Regions from separate parts of the Rattus norvegicus genome. Here region 2 is linked to region 1. The links are chromatin contacts, called in public Hi-C maps. All regions are on one chromosome and are shown on one strand. Each heading gives the region's core, a stretch centred on a gene start, on an enhancer-like site or on the middle of the called end of the contact. The rest is flanking DNA. Distances are from core to core; before and after follow the strand shown. Region 1 holds the start of Aph1b (aph-1 homolog B, gamma secretase subunit). Region 2 holds the start of Tpm1 (tropomyosin 1).

Region 1 (3,247 bases), core at 262-2,761:
TTATTGGAAATATCAGGTAAATCTCTCAAATAGCAGGGAAATCTCTGCCACAGTCTCTGACGCTGCAATCTGATGAGATTCTTAGCTTTTGGGTTGGTGGAGGCTAGTAGTTAGTATGAAGAAAAACCTCATGTGATAGTCACAAGGGCATGAGGGCAGATGCAGAGATGGTAATGAACAGTTATCAAAGAGGCTAGAAAGCCCAAGATAATTTGGCTCTGTATCTACAACATTTCAACTCTCTACAAACATGAAGTTGTAATTAGTCAGTATCAACCTTGTAGAATCTTTAACAGAGCAGTGTCTGTTTGTCTTGAAATTCAAATTCAGATATGGTTAGAGAATGCCTTTTAAAAAAACTTAATTTTTTGAAGATAAGGGGTTAGTGGCAAGGAAATCAGTTTGTCAGAACAATTAATCAGTATTTCATTCCTTTGCCATAGGGAATGGTTCCATCACCTGGGTCATATCAACCCAGTCTGGATTTTTACATAGGTTGGGAGCAAGCACATTCATGCAACTGTGCACCTAGGAAAAATACTTACTTTAAAAGGAACCGTGACCCTGTCCTGTTTACTTCAGTTGACCTTCAGCACAAAAGTGGGCTGGTGATCTCGCTTGACCACCTCACAGTTGCCCAGCACCAATAACAATGTATACCCATGGGCAAGAGTGCTGGGGCACATCTTCAAGTCTTCAGTGGGCCACATTTTGGAATAAGGATCTGCAGCGCTGGCAGGTCTGAGACTTGGTGTAGCTCATTGCCTCTCAGAGGTCTAGGTGCCCGCCGACTTTCATTGCTCCAAGAAACCTAGAGAAGAAACCTAGAAGGAACCCTTCCCATTCTTAGCACCCGGAGAGCTCTGATGGTCTGCCCAGCTCCTCAAGCCCCCAGTACACTGAACCCTTCCCGGCCGCGCCCCTGCTCTGACCGCTTGTGAAGCTCCTCGAGGTCCTGTCCCCTGCCCTGAACGCACACAGAGCCCCTAGAGGACCCCACCCCGGTTCTGACAGCACGTGGAGCTCCTCGAGAAACCGCTGCTCTGACAGCATACCAAGCTTCTCAATGTCCCTGCACAGGTTCTGACAGCGCTCTGAGCCCCTCAAGAAACGGCTTTCCGAACTCTGCACCGCCATTCGCGCTTTCAGCGCCTGGAGCACCTTCTGGAACTACCTCCCGAGCTCCGCCTGGACACCCCTCTACAATTGACAGTTGAGCACTACAAGCTCTATTTTTCGAGCTCCGTCCCTCTCCCAGTCCTGCCTTGCTGGGAAGAAGCTCAGCGACCCGCCTCCCGGACTCCACTCCGCCCCCTGCACGGACGTGCCTTGGAGCACCCCGAGGTCCTTGTTCACGATCTCCGCCCGGCCCTCTGCTCTGACAGGCAGTAGAGCACGTCCAGGCTGTGCCCTACATCGCCCCCAGGTTCTGATTGGCCGGAAAGTGCCTTGTGGCCCCGCCTCTCGTACGCCCCGCCCTCCGCTCGGAAAATCCCGGAGCATCTCGAGGCCCCGCCTCCTGGGCTCTGCTCCGCCCTCTTCTCTAATTGCGCTCGGAGCACCTGGCAGGCGTGTCCGGTCCCATATCCCGCTAAGACAGCGTCCCATGCACCTTGGATCCACCCGGGACTGACTTCTGCGGGTACCATGACAGCGCCCGTGTTCTTCGGTTGCGCCTTCATCGCCTTCGGGCCCGCGCTCGCTCTCTACCTCTTCACCATCGCCACCGACCCTTTGCGAGTCATCTTCCTCATCGCCGGGTGAGGTTGAGCGTCCTGGACGCCGCGTTTCCCTACCCCACCTGGGTTCCCACAACCTCGGGATCCCCATCTCCCAGTAGCTCCAGCTTGTGGGACCGTCCAAAGGCTGAGAGGAGGGGGAGGCCCTCAGGCTGAGCAGGTGTCCCTTGGCTTCTGTGGACTAAGATGGGAATAAGTAGATACATTCGTGTATGGAGCTTTAGTCTTTCCATAGGAATCTCTCATTTCACCCAGTGCTCAGCGGGCATCAAAGAGTCGTTCTCACTCTCTGCCTGGGGATCAGTTGTCCACCTCCTCAGCCCCCATTCTTGGACTCAGTGCCTGTGAGGGGTTTGGGCTCAGATTTTTCTTGTAGGCCCCTGGGTAATGGTAGGGGTGCAGCCAACGGTGGAAGCCTGAGAAAATGCTGCAACACCTGACCGGGCAGGTCCTTCTGCGAACTTAGTAAACATCAAACTCTGCTGGTGAATGTGTGTGGTCTTGGTCTCTTTGCACCTGCTGAGACAGTTTCTAGGACTTGGTATCAAGCCAGCTCACTAGCTAGGCCAGGGACTCCAGCCTTTCTGAGTGTCTTTTTTTGCCTGTACTAAATAGTGCTCCTTTGCTGTTGCCATTAAAAACCAAGAGTCTGCTGAACCCAAAACTTGCTGAACCCAAAACTTGCTGAACCCAAAGCAGGCTGTGTCCTTAAAGTCCACAGGAAGGTTGTAAGAACCAGACCTGGAAAGCAGTGGACCAAAGCACGGGTTTGCAACTTCTGGATTTTCCATGGTACACACAGTAAATATAGGTCTAGGTATTTGTTTTCCTTCAGAAAAGATACGTATCTTTACAGACATTTAAGCCATTAAATTCATATTTTCTAGTGAATATTGAGGATGTGAAAATCATAACGGCCACTGCTTGTATATTTCTATGGCACACCAATGAGGCAAAGCATCGCTTAGGAAAAATAGACAATAACCAACTTCCTCTTTGCCAGTCCTCGGCAGATAGTGTTCTAGTGTGCACACGACAGGATCACTGAACCAGTCTTGTGGGATGCATCTGACCTTCCTCTTGGACTATTTTTCTTGCTAGGAGAAAAATGAACCATTGATAAGCAAATTCTGATCCAGAACACCACTTCAAGGACTTCTTTCCTACTTAAAAAAAAAAAAAACAAGGTATTTGTTTTCTGTGCATTGCTAACTTGTGATCTTCTTTTTTTCTTATGTGTTCCAGTGCCTTCTTCTGGTTGGTGTCTCTGCTGCTTTCGTCTGTTTTCTGGTTCCTAGTGAGAGTCATCACTGACAACAGAGATGGACCAGTACAGAATTACCTGCTCATCTTTGGAGTGTTGCTCTCTGTCTGTATCCAAGAGCTGTTCAGGCTCGCATATTATAGGCTGTTAAAGTAAGTTAAGTGTTTGCTTTATTTTCCCAGTTAGACTTGAATTACAATTTGGTGATTGCTACATGTCCAGCTTGGAATTTTTGAATATTTAA
Region 2 (3,247 bases), core at 462-2,961, 210 kb before region 1:
ACTGTCTGGGGAATATTTGATATCCATGTAGTACAGGCTGTAAATTATTCTGTTGGGACTGGTCACAGGACCCTGACAACCCTGTCTCAGTCATCGGTAAGGTTTGGGGACGACCCCCCCCCTTGCTTCCTGAAGCCTCATTGCAATGGAAAAGATCAGACTTCTCCTCCTTGGAGACTAAACCAAGGATGGCACAAGCTTAAAGAGATGGGGGGGGGGGTGTCCTCCTGCCTTCAGTGCAGACCTGGCTGGCCCCTTTCCCTCTGCAGAGTTCACCCTACGGATTGAACCATTTCCGTAGGCTAATTTGTAGCATGTTTTCAGCACCAGCACCCAAGTGCCTAACAGAGAAAAGAAGGACGCCCACCCCCCACCCCCAATAGATCCGAGCAAGGAAAAAAATGAAAAGCTAGATCTGAAGGGATTTTAGGAATCCACTACCCTCTGAATTTAGATATGAGGAAACTGAACTAACAAGATGGATGGCTCAGCAGGTAACGGAGCTTGCTATCAAGCTCAAAGACCTGTGCAGGATCGAACACCCACATGGTAGAAAGAACTGATTCTTAAAGAGTTGCTCTCTGACCGCCACAGCCCACCACGGCCACGCCCACGCCCCTATAAGTAAACGACTAAAGTAAGGGAAGCTACAGCATGGAAGCTGTTTCTAATCACAGCTACACAATGTAGCTGTTAGCTGCTAATGACTGAAGACCAGACCCCTCCCACTCCCCACGTTAACTGAGTCTAAACTCAACACACACACACACACACACACACACACACACACACACACCTTGGCACACTCCTTCTACCCTTTCCAAAGCACAGCACAGGCACATAACTCAGCAAACCACACACACACACACACACACACACACACACACACACACACACACACACCTTGGCACACTCCTTCTACCCTTTCCAAAGCACAGCACAGGCACATAACTCAGCAAACCGGGCCCTAAGTTCCTAATGTATTTTACTGCCCACCTCCAGCTTGGTGAAACGATTGGAGACTTCCTGTGTGTATCATTATGCCCACCATCACGGGCAGAGAGACAGGGCCTCAGGAATGGCCCCCACACCTTCCTCCACCTCTATTTCTCTGCGTGGGTTGAAATTTCCAGACTGTGAGAGCCCAGGACTATGACTGGTGGGTGGACTCAGAGCTGCTAGAAGGACGCAGCTAGGTACTGAGAACTCCCAGGCCCAGATGCAAGGTGCGGTGGCTGTGACTGGCAGCCCCCGGACCTTACAGTGAGCACCCCAGGACCCGGAGGCCAAGTGAGATGGTGCGCACACACCACCTGCCCTGTTCCCGGGATTCCCTGTGACTCCCGACAGACTCTTCTGGGGACCCTGACCGCCAGGCGACGGCTCTGGGAGGTGGCTAGAGACTCTCGCCCAGTACCGGGCTCCTCTCCAGCGAGGTCCGGGAGCTCTTTCCCAGGCGTGCAGGTTTAGAAATAGGACGGCCTCGCCCGGCCGCGGTCTCGGAGGCTCGGGTCCCCATATATAGTCATATCCACCGTCAACTGGGAGGCCGGCAGGCGGCAGCGAATGGGCGTGAGGCCCCCGCGGGAGGAGCGAGGAGGGGGCATGGGGCGGAGGCAGGAGACTGGGAAAGGGGGAAGGAGGAACAAGCTTTTCCAAAAAAGTATTGGCTGTCCTAAGGAATGCGGTCGCCCCCCTGGGAAAGTACATATCAGGGAGCAGCAGGCAGCTCCGCGCTCGCACTCCGGCTCTGCCACCCTACCGCGCTCGCGTCTCCTCTGGCTCCTCTGCCTAAGGGCCCCTCGCCACCGCCACCATGGACGCCATCAAGAAGAAGATGCAGATGCTGAAGCTCGACAAAGAGAACGCCTTGGATCGAGCAGAGCAGGCGGAGGCTGACAAGAAGGCTGCGGAAGACCGGAGCAAGCAGGTCTGCGTCTACCCCCAACCCCCACTGCCCCAACTCCGCGTCAGTCTCTCAGTCCGGGAACCCGAACTGGCTCCCTTTCCCCATCCTATCCCCAGCACAGGATGTCCAGGGGCGCGCATTTAAAAAAAAAATTAGGAGAAGAAGCTCGAGAGTTAGACTGATTCTAACTTTTCTGTCTCGCCTGAGGACGCTTGTGGCCCTTCTCTGGCTCCCACGGTCCGCGAAGTCCACTGAGCTCCGTAAAGAGGCTCTTGACTCTTAGGATTGGGGATCAGTTTTGAAAGAGGAAGGGAGAAAGGATACAAGTTCCCGGGATGCCTGGAGGGAAGGGCGGGGGAGCGGGGCAAGGATTAAGTCCTAAGGTGTCCGAAGTTCTTTGGACCTTTTGGTTGGGGAGAGAGAGCCCTTAAGATGGGATTGAAAACTTTGAAGCGCACTGAATTATTTCCTAAGAACAAAGATGGGACAGAATGGGAGACACAGACGGAAAGCTAGCCAAACAAGGGCGTGTTTCTTCAATCCCTCAAGTTGGGGACCTGAGCTTGCTGTCTTCGGCCGAGCGTGTGGTCCCGGGGTGGCGTGGGGTGGGGGGTGGGATGCGAGATGAGTCACTGAGTGGTTCCAGCTCTGGGAGAGAGATTACCTAGGGTCCCTTGAGCCCCAAAGCAGCGATCCCTTAGCCCCAGGACCCCAGCCAACCTGGCACCCGTTTGTTGTGTGTCTCACACCCGGTCCATGCCGGCCGCCCGCGCCCGCTCTCCGCTGTCCCAGCTCGAGGAGGACATCTCAGCAAAAGAGAAGCTGCTGCGGGCGTCGGAGGACGAGCGGGACCGGGTGCTGGAGGAGCTGCACAAGGCAGAGGACAGCCTGCTGGCTGCCGACGAGACCGCCGCCAAGGTACCCGGGCGCGCGGTGTGGCACTGCACACGAATGGCTAACTTTCTCTTTCTCTCTCCCTCCCTGTCTTTCCCTCTCTCTCTCTTTCCCGCTGTCCCTGTCCTTTATGGTCTACGCACCCTCAACCCGCACCTTGCGGGATCACGCTGCCTGCTGCACCCCACCCCCTTCCCCCTTCCTTCCCCCCACCCCCGTACTCCACTGCCAACTCCCAGCTGGAAGATGAGCTGGTGTCACTGCAAAAGAAACTCAAGGGCACTGAAGATGAACTGGACAAATACTCCGAGGCTCTCAAAGATGCCCAGGAGAAACTGGAGCTGGCGGAGAAAAAGGCCACAGATGTAAGTGCACGCTCACACTGCCTCCCTCACCCCCTGACCGCGTGGCCGCTCTGGGGGTCACCACAGGGGCTGCAGAGCA

Evidence for each region. Hi-C and Micro-C count contacts between places; a contact is called where the count stands out from the background.
Region 2: a Hi-C map of frontal cortex shows a contact between it and region 1, with 2.8 times the contacts expected there. The contact joins the promoter of Tpm1 here to the promoter of Aph1b in region 1. A contact is called at or near these places in 2 of 12 Hi-C or Micro-C datasets (frontal cortex and mammary epithelial cells).

What each region holds. Positions count from the first base shown.
Region 1 is chr8:76,329,692-76,332,938 of GRCr8, reverse strand. It overlaps Aph1b (aph-1 homolog B, gamma secretase subunit), which reads left to right and starts at 1,511. Exons shown (of 6, transcript NM_001047090.2): 1 at 1,511-1,760; 2 at 2,985-3,155. The coding sequence starts at 1,648.
Region 2 is chr8:76,541,879-76,545,125 of GRCr8, reverse strand. Tpm1 (tropomyosin 1) reads left to right here and starts at 1,711. Exons shown (of 10, transcript NM_001301336.1): 1 at 1,711-1,930; 2 at 3,043-3,168. The coding sequence starts at 1,817.